Regions from separate parts of the Mus musculus genome. Here region 2 is linked to region 1. A link is a contact called in public promoter capture Hi-C data. All regions are on one chromosome and are shown on one strand. Each heading gives the region's core, a stretch centred on a gene start, on an enhancer-like site or on the middle of the called end of the contact. The rest is flanking DNA. Distances are from core to core; before and after follow the strand shown.

What was found. Promoter capture Hi-C pulls out the DNA fragments that hold promoters and counts their contacts.
Region 2: a promoter capture Hi-C map of hippocampal neurons shows a contact between it and region 1, with 2.6 times the contacts expected there. The contact joins two enhancer-like sites. A contact is called at or near these places in 1 of 39 promoter capture datasets (hippocampal neurons), 2 of 484 Hi-C or Micro-C datasets (the N1E-115 cell line and nephron progenitors) and 3 of 9 other capture datasets (adipose tissue, embryonic stem cells and pancreatic islet).

The regions. Positions count from the first base shown.
Region 1 is chr6:84,117,857-84,122,726 of GRCm38.p6, reverse strand. All of the region lies in intron 30 of Dysf (dysferlin), which reads right to left. Among named protein-coding and RNA genes, the nearest start is that of Dysf, 100 kb to the right of the region's middle. Within about 2 kb of position 2,801, at least 28 of the 459 cell types and tissues checked have an H3K27ac peak or open chromatin away from gene starts, as enhancers often do. A contact at or near this core is called in hippocampal neurons, where this site is marked.
Region 2 is chr6:84,229,005-84,234,007 of GRCm38.p6, reverse strand. No RefSeq gene overlaps it. Among named protein-coding and RNA genes, the nearest start is that of Gm10445, 190 kb to the left of the region's middle. Within about 2 kb of position 1,452, at least 27 of the 459 cell types and tissues checked have an H3K27ac peak or open chromatin away from gene starts, as enhancers often do. A contact at or near this core is called in hippocampal neurons, where this site is marked.

The DNA.
Region 1 (4,870 bases), core at 1,552-4,051:
AATCCATCAGTTCGGAGCATCTAAGCAACGTTCCAGATAACTGCAGAGGGCTGAGGGCCAGGCTGGGGCCTGAAGTCACACCCAGAACCCAGGGCACTCTCCTGGCTGCCACCACACAAGCCCCACACAAGACAGCAGGCCAGACCAAGGGAAGAAAGCCCTTTAAAAGAGGGAGTGAACTGGAGACCTCCCTTCCCAATCAGGTTTTAAGTAGAATAACAGGCAAGGGTGCAACCCCATTTAATTTGCAGCTGGAACCAGGGTTTGGACTCAGCCGCTAAAGTCTTCACTAAAATCTTTGCAAAACTACTGCCTGAGAGCTTCAAGGAGTTGGGAAGGCACCAGGCAACCTGAAGAGTGCACAGTGCCACGTGTGGGCTGATCCGGGCCCAGTGTCCTCCCAAGGTCTCCTCCCTCTGTGCGCAGGCTGCGGAGACATCCAGGACAGGTTCTTTCCTGTGCCAGCTGCCTCAAGAATTTCAACAAGTGTCTGTCCCACTTTGCCTGGAAGTGCCCTGATTCTTCACATCTGTTTTCTTAGAATGACTGTTAATAATACCCCAGGCCAGATTTTTAAAAAATTAGGAATAGAAGAACATAGACCCTCGCGTGTGACATCATACTCAGGGCTCCAACTGTGCAGGCACACACACTCAGGGCCTCAACAATTTAAAACCCAAGTTAGAGCAAGGCAGATACAGGGCCCATATATTTAGGGGACATTATCAAACTGTCCTCTCTAGCAGGCAAACAGGAGGGATGGGAGACCTCGGTTTGAATGGGGTACCAGCCCTCAAGTCCCAGCTAGCACAATGCCAGGTAGGGTGCGAGTGCTTGTTTCAGATGGTCAAGAGCCCCTAGGATCTGGGGATGGGGCTCAATGGGTAGAATGCTTAGCTAGCATGAGCAAGGCCCTGGGTTCAGTCTGCAGCACTATGTAAAGTTATAATGGGTAGTGCACATCTGTAGTCCCCATCGAAGAGGTGGGGAAAATCACAAGTTCTAGGTCACCCTAGGCTACATAGTGAGATCAAGACCAGTAATCCAGGATACATGAAACCTTGTCTCAAGAAAGGAACCTGGGGGCCCATATACAAAGCAGTCCTCCAAGAAGTCAGCCACCTCCAGCCATAGCTACTCAGGAGGCAAATCTTTGAAGGGTGCCTCGCAGAGGAGGAACAGATATAGGAACTGGGCTGGAGGTGCCAGGCACACAGTGTGGCTTCATCCAGATCCAGAGATAGCCCCACCCTGGCCAAACCAGATGATACCTCATTTCCAGCCAGCTCAAGTCTTGAGTTACTTCACACTGGCACTGGCCTTTCCTTGACCGTCTTCCCAGCCCTTACAACTCACAGCTGCCCTTCCCTGACAATGGCCCAAGGTGGTGACACCTGTCTCCAAGGGTTCTCACAACTTTGGTCTCAGCCAACTGCAGGCTTCCTGAGTGGCAGCTTCCCTGGGTGGCGAGATGGAATCCACACCTGGCTGCCCCAAGGAACTGAGCTGCCCGTTTGACTTTGTACCCAGCTTAGCATCCTTGTAGGGAGCGAGGATAACCAAGGATGCTAGCCTGGCCAAGTGCAGCCTTCTGAGGCTTCAGATCCTCTCTTCCTACAGCCACCCCAAAGCACCCTGGGTGGGGGAAAAGGTACACCAGTGAGAATGAAGGTGGAAATAGCAGTTGGTGGCCTGGCCAAGAGTCAGAAAGTGCCTGAGGAGGGGGAAGGAACCCTAGGCAGGTGCTCAGACAGACGCAGATCTGTTTCTTCTGTAGTAACACGCAGGACCTGAAGACCCATCTATGACATCACTACACCCTAGCTGCACCACCCAGTGTGACGGGAAGTGCACTTCCTTATTCTGGTTACTTTAGAAAAGAATTTAAAGAGCCATGTGTGGACAGGAGCTAGGCTAGTTGTCCCCAACTGTAAAATGGGCTAATATCAGCCTACAAGGCAACATGTAAACCTATCTGCATGATCCGTGATATGTGGTTAAAAAAGATACAGTAAATCTTTCTTAGAAACTTGGATGTCCTAGAGGAGTAGATAATGCCAGGGCCTGACACTAGAATTTAGCCATCATACAGACACATATGCAAGCATTAGATCTGACAAGGGTCAGGAGAACACACACATACACACACACACACACACACACACACACACAGGGGAGGGGGAGATGCATCCAACTTCCCAATTCTCCTGCAGCTCCAAGGTTCACATGTCACCTTTGAGCGTGGAAGTCTTTCTCAGTTCTAGAAGGCACCAAGGCCACCAGCACGTGCTTCAGGCCTGTCTCCTCCCTCCCAGCGAGACTACTCTGAAGCTCAAGAAGCTTTGCCCCTCTCGAAAGGCCAAGTGCAGAGGCAGGGCTTGGAAAAATCCTTGTGCCTGGAGGGCAGGCCTAGGGCAAGGGCAACAGGACAGATTCCGTGAGCTAATCTGCAGCAGCCGTCACCAGAGTTCCCAGAGAGGCTGGTGGCGTCAGGAGGGGGGTAACTGGGTGGGAGCCGGGCGGTGGTGGTTGTGGCGGCAGTAAGGGGTGTGGGGTAAGGAGGAGGCTGATGGAACACGCTATAATAGCGGCTTTGTACTCCGATTCCCAGCTCCCTGGGAACGCCAGGAAGATTATGAAACCCGGTGTCTTTGGGAATGCCAGGATATTAGCTGGAAAAAGAATAATACGAAAATAAAATAATGCGCGGGATGGAGACAGCAGACGCTTAGCAGACTGAGCCAGGGCCTCCCGCTCTGAGGAGGGAGCCAGGCTTGGCCCCTGCTGCTGGTGCTAACGAGCAGACAGGGCCTGCCTTCCAAAGAGACGATTTCCAGAGGGAACTGGCAGACCAGGCCCAGCCCTGCCAAGGATGCACAGGCCAGGGGAGGGGTACTGGAAGGCAAGGCATAACCAGGCCTGGTGCGGCGGCCCAGACAGTCAAACCCATCAGATTCCCAGGAGGTTCCCTTAACCCCACCCACAGTCCTTCCCTGGCTCTTTCAAGATCTCTATAACCTCCTCCAACCACCCTCCCCCTCAGCATGGTCACCCTGGAATAACTATAGAACAGCTACGATACAGAAGGCAACAGGTTTATTCACACTCGCACATAAGTATCTCTTTCCCAGACTCAAATCACAGAGGAGCTCCTCATGGACCAAGCTACTAGCACCGAATCCACCAAAGAGCAGCAGTACAAGCAATCTGATCTTGCCCCACCATCCATGACGCTGGTCATACACCCAGCAGCTCTCAGAAAAGCATCTAAGTGGAAGTCAATGCATGCTATCTTCTGTCCTTGTTACTCAAAGATGGCCCTGGAGCCAGCAGCAGCAGCAGCAGCCCTTGGGACCTTGTTAGATGTAGAGACTCTTGGTACCTGACTCAGACGCTGCATCAGAGCCGGCATTGTAACCAGTCCTTAGTTGACTTCTGCTCATTAGCCTGCACAGTCACTGCTAATCTTCCAGGGCTGCTGAGATATAATCTCTTCTATGAATGATATAACAGAGTCCCAGAGGCATTGGAGGCAAATGCAGCAGGATCCGGAGCACCCCTGAAGCCTGTCACCCTATCACACATACACCTAGGTCAGGGCAGGCATCAGCAGACATCAGGACCAGCAGTGGTGTCCTGGTAACAGAGCACCAGGCAATCTGTTCTGAGATGCAGCATGGGCGTGAGTTCTGGTCCCTGGGCCAAGACATCAGAATGTTCCAGGGCAAGGCCAGGAAGCTTAGACCAGACTAGAAACATGTGAAGGTGGCAGTAGAAAGGGAGTATGGTATGGGGCCATGTAGGGTGTGATCATGAGTCTGAGTACTCATGTCTCATGAGTATGTGGGGCTGAAAGGATTCCATGCGCTCAGTTACAAAGTGATCCAGGCAGTTACTACCAAAGAGGATAATGGCTCTGTCCAGACACTGAACCCCTAAGGAGACTGCAGAACTATGTGTGATCCACCGTAGCAATCAGACTATCTCCCTCAGATTCTCTGGCAGTCATGTTCCCCAGAGATGCAGAGGGGTTCCTGGGGCTGGTTCCTTCCATGTGTCATAAGCTAATCACAAATGAATCAAAATCCACCAACCCTTCCATGTCTGTCAGTGTGACGTGTGACTTCAGTGATTCTCCCACGACATGCCCCTCCATAAACAAGAGTAGTCAGTGTCTCTGCTTCTGAGAAAGCTCATGACCACCCTGCCCCATTCCTCCAGTCATTACTTCAAGAAGCTTGGGCCCACATCTCCCAGTCTTGCTTGACTTCCTTCTCCAAGGAACCTGCCTTCATGCGTGTGTCTCTGAGTACCATGTGAAGGTGGCAGTAGAAAGGGAGTGTGGTATGGGGCCATGTAGGGTGTGATCATGAGTCTGAGTACTCACATCTCATGAGTATGTGGGGCCATGTGTCCCACCCCTCCCAGCTGACACCCAACCCCAGTTGCTTCCTTGCCCTGGTGGTCTGCGGGGCAGCCACTAGATCTGCTCTCCTCACACAGCTGCACTGAATGTCAGACTTATCAGAGCCAGCAGTGAACTCATAGTAACACTGGGCTCACCCTGTAGTTTCGCACTCTCAGCTCCCTTCCCATCTAACATTACTGAGCCTCTAACACCCCTGTGTCTCCTTCTGCCATTCCAAATACCACCTTGGTCCTTGGGCTCCTTCTTCATGTGGTTGTCTCATCCCTGGATCTTCTGACATCTCCCTCAGTTACTTTCCATAGCTACTTTACTCATGGTCCCCAGTCCCTGCTCCAGCCAGACCTCACCTAGGCTCAACATAGCCCCAGCTCCCTGGTGCCTGTAAGAGTCCCAGACCTGCCCTTCCAGAACTCTCTGCTTACCACTATTTTCAGTTTCTTT
Region 2 (5,003 bases), core at 203-2,702, 110 kb before region 1:
ACTAGGGCGATGGCCTACTGCCAGCAGTGGGAAGGGCCGAGCCAGTGTAGAGCAAGCAAGGTTCTTTTGAGTCCTTGGTGTGAAGGGACCTTAGGCAGGAAACTCCACAGTGTGCCCAGAAAGAACCTCCATCCCCAGGGAGCTGACCTTGGCCCTGCCTTCCAGCCTAGGAGGAAACGGGTAAGGGGTGGGACCCAGGGGAATCAAAATGAGGGGCGAAGGAGAAGCGAACTAGAGAGGAATCAACTCAGAATGTCATTCTCAGGTTCTGGCTTTTCCCCACCACACCCTGAAGCCCAAACCACTGGGTGTAGTGACAAGGTGTGTGTGGTCAGGGAAGGGACACCCAGGGTGGCTGAGGAAGGACTGGTGAAGAGGGCAGGCAGAAATCACCACAACCAGTCCCTGTCTCACCATCTTGCTTACCAGTGTGTTCATGCTTTTTGGATGGGGGTGTCACAACTCAGAATACATAAACTTTCCTTCAAACAACCACAAAAATCTAAAGCCTTTACCAGGTGAGTGTCTGCAGTTCTGAGAACCAATTATCTTGGAAGACCACAAATGAAAAGTCACTGAGGAATGTGAAGGGTGACCCTGCTGTAAGCTTTCTTCTCACTCAGCTTCCAGGCAAGGCTGAAAGCAGCTGTGAAAACCTGCCCTGTCCCCTAGAGGCTTGGTCCAGGGATGGTAGTGTCCTAAAAAAGAGAGAGAGAGAGAGAGAGAGAGAGAGAGAGAGAGAGAGAGAGAGGAAGGAAGAAAGAAAGAAAGAAAGAAAGAAAGAAAGAAAGAAAGAAAGAAAGAAAGAAAGAAAGGAAGGAAGGAAGGAAGGAAGGAAGGAAGGAAGAAATTCTGAGGAAAGCAGCATTGTAGGAAGTCCTCAGGTCACTGGAGGATGGTGACCCCAGCCACTCCTTCCCCATTATCTGTGTCTGTCTTTTTCTGTTTCATCTCACACTCTCTCTCTTTCTCTGTGTGTGTCTGTCTCTCTGTCTCTCTGCCTCTGTGTCTGTTTCTCTCTCTCTGTCTCTCTGTGTGTGTGTGTGTGTCTGTGTGTGTGTGTGTGTGTGTGTGTGTGTGTGTGTGTGTGTGCATGTGTGTGTTCCCTGGATCATGGCATGAGTAGTTTGTTTCACCACAAGCTCAAAGCCACAGAACAAACCTGTCATAGAGCAGAGCTCCAACCCTGTGAACTAAGACAAATGTCTTTATGCTAAGCATTTTGTACAGCGAGAACAAATCTGACTGACAGAGAACACATCTACTGAGAAATGGGATTGTTGTCTCCAGCAATGTCTGGATGGAACAGAACTTTAAAATTGGTTCTCAGAGGAATGCAGGAACATTCAGAGGAGGGGGCTTGAGAAAACTCTAGATAGCTACAAATAGAACCCAGGGGGCCATCTGCTGAGGGCTCAGACACCAGACTGCTGTGGGAAGTGTGAGCTGTAACAGGCTGTGCAGCTTCAGATGGACAGACACACCAACTAGCATGGAGACATCTGTGGGCAAAGCTGCTCTCTGGGGCCATGGGAGCACCGCTACGACCAGGAGGGCCAAGAGAGGGCATAGCTGCCAGTCAGCGTTGGGGCCCTCCCAAGAAAGAACATGAAGAAAGGAGAGGAGGAGGTGAAGGAAAGGGAGAGAAAGAGGAGGGGAGAGGGGGGAGGGAGGAGGAGCGCAGAACCTGTCAGCTGCTCCACACTCCACACGGGCAGATTGGATGACATTGGCAGGCTGAGGCTGACAGTGACCATGAACTGGCCAGGCAGAGCCCCTTCCAGCTGCTGCCCATCCTCAAGTGCAGCGGCGATTGGAGGACTTGGTCAGCCAGAGCTGTGCAGCTGTCCATCAGGACAGCGGGTCCCACAGATGGAGAACACTATCTACACAGAGGACTCAGCAGCAGCAGCAGCAGCAGCAGCAGCAGCTCAGGGGCCACACAAGGCTCAGCACCTCCTTCAGGTCACCCTGGTTCTCAGGGCAATCAGGAGCCTGATCAAAGTTTCTCATCTGTTCCCAAACTTGCTGACTGTGGAACCGGTCCCTCCCTCCCTTCTTTTCTCCCCTCTCTTCCTATTTTCCTTCCCCTTCTCTCCTTCCTTCCTTTCTTTTCTTTTTATTTTTGTTGTTATTGTTTTGATATAGGCTGTCATATATCTCAAGCTGGCCCCAACTACTTATATAGAACTCCAGATCCTCCTTCTTCCACATCTCACATCTCGAAAGCAGGAACTGCCAGCTGAGCCACCACACCCGTCTTTTTTTTTTTTTTTTTTTTTTTTGTCTGCTGTTATAGACTGAATTAAGTCCACCCCCAAATTCATCTGCTAGTATCCCAGTGTGACTGGGTCTATATTCAGGGTCCCTTTAGGAAGAAGCTGAGGATCATGGAAGCATAAAGCTGGCCCCCAATCCAACAGCACTGTTAAGGGAGATATGAAGGTGGCCAGGGAGGGCCTTAGATCTGGGAGGTCTGGGGACCATCCAGCAGGAAAGCCACTGTGCAGAGGTGGACCGTGAAGGCTGGTTCCCACCATCTGCACCCCAGCTCCGTAATCCTCCCTCCTGGCATGGAGACCTTAGGCACTGGCTGGTTTTTCCAGGCCTTTAAGTATGGAGGGCCTGGCAGCCAGCCACTCCTAGCCTCTGTTGGGGGCCCAGAACCTGGAGAGGGAGGCAGCGTGGAATAGCACTTACCGCACTTCCCCCACTCCGCTTGCACAGGTGGCTGATGGACAGGCCTCCCTCGGCATCTGCTCCCCATTTCTAAGTGAACTCCAGCCAGCTCTCAGAGCCACGTGTTCACCCAAACCAACTCAGCCCAGAATCAATCACCATGTGACAGGAGAGGACATGGGGTCTGCATCACCTCCCCATGCCCCCACTCACTGCTGCCACCTGAGATGCCAAGCATGAGGGTCCTCATGCGTCTCAGCAGCAGGCCACCTTAGGGGTTGGGTTGTCGGCTGAAGAGCGGGAGCACTAGGCAGCCATGGGCACTCACGTCTCTTTAGGGCCAGGCAAGGTCAGAAGGGTAAGGCCACATGTGGGCAGACCCTGCTTTTACCTAATGTATGCTCAGAGCTATGTGTGTGTGTGTGTTTCTAAGCTCTAAGTATGACTTTTTTTATTATTTGTGACTTTGAAAACTGGAAAAATGAATCCCTTGCCTAGTCCTGGCCACACAGTCAGAATCTCTCCACTTCCCCATCCTCAGGGTGGGTAGCAGCAATCCCCAGGCCTTCAGCACTGCCCACTCCAGGGAGCAGCAGAACAAGGGACAGACTGATGGCAGGGGTGGGATTCTGGTACAGCTAGCTGCTGCCTGCCTGAATGGACTTGAGCAAGTTGCCAAGTACCTGATGCCCAGCTGAAGTGGGGGCACCTGTGACCGCATCCTTTCGCAGGATCAGCTGGAGGTTTAGAAGGGTTTGTATTCACCCTGTCCTTCAGAAGTACTGGGAACAAATAATGGATGTATTCATCGGTTCCATGTGACTGGAAACCTTGGAGATGGTTGCTACAACTTGACAGACAACAGGAGAGCCGTGGTCAAATAATAATCTCACGGCCCTGCTTAGATCAAAGCTGCTTGTCCCGCTCTGCCTAAAACAGATAGCAGACTATGGGCCCTGGGAAGCCTCTTGGGAAACCCTGCTGGGGGTCGGGGGAGGGGGGCAGGCACATGAGGGGAAAGAAACCAAGGACACTAACTGATCTTGTGGACCAGGCTGAAGCAGGCAGGGTACCTGAGACCTCTTTCTCTTTTGCTGTGGTCAAGCCGAACTTCTCAGCCTTATGATGACAGTCCTAAGGAGGCCAACCTCTAAGGCTCCCCACCCTTCCTCAGCAAATCTCTGCTTCTCTCTGGTGGAAGTCACAGGAGGGTCCAGCATCAGAAGATCCTGGCTGGAGACTCAATGGCTTCCAGGTGTGGGGGAGGCCCAGCTGGCAGGGCAGGTGTGGGGAGGGCCCAGCAGCTGTGGGGTGTCTGGAAGGCATTTGAGCGTCTAATGAGCGCGGGATCTAATTAAAAAGTTGGAGGAGGAATAAGGGTCCACACCATGTGGCACAGGAAGTATAGCTGGGGCTGCCCGAACAGCGGGGGTTCTGTGGGAGGGGCACCTGGCTAAGGAGCAAGGGTCAGCCCTAGCCTTAGCCCTCCAGCCATGCCTCCAGTAGGTGCTAACGGCAGAGACTTCCATGCCAGACACCAGCCCTTCTGGCTGCCCTGCTAGCCACTTCCCGGTCAGATGTGTAGGCAAGTGGGTCCCACACTCTGCTGAACCCTTGAGAGCAAGGGCAGGGAGCTGGAGTGCCTTTATTGGACTGTGACCCAGAATTCAACAGCTTCTAAGCAAGATCTCCAATGTAAGCTATTCCCCAAAGCCAAGGTGTTTCTGAGGGCAGGAGATGAGCTAAAGTGGATGTTTGTCAACTTGACAACCCGCTGGACCCTGCAAAAGTGAGTTGAGCAAGACAATCCCCCAACACTGCTGTCACAGGAGGTCACTGGGAGTTCAGTCACCCCTCCATCAACTTGTGGTCAGCGAGGCTTTAGGCAGGTGGATTTCTGAGTTCGAGGCCAGCCTGGTCTACAAAGTGAGTTCCAGGACAGCCAGGGCTACACAGAGAAACCCTGTCTCGAAAAAACAAAACAAAACAAAAACAAAAACAAAAACAAAAACAAAAGAATGCCCCTCTATCTTGGTACTCTCTTCTGTTCCCATCACACGCGGTGTCAACTCTAGTCCAGCAGACACTGGCCTCCACATGTCTGTTCTTAGCTCAAATGTGCCTCCCGCACTTGGCTCCCTCTGCCGTGTCCTCCACAGCGCCCTCAGGCCCAAGGCCTTCCTGTGAAGGGCTCAGGACGCCAGAGGATGAGGAAAGGGTCTGTTCCCCATCTTCTAGTGCCCTACCCACCAGCTCGGCTGCCCTGCAGCCCCTCCCCAGCCCTGTCTCTTTTCCCTGCCCCCTCCCATCTGCTCCCAATAACA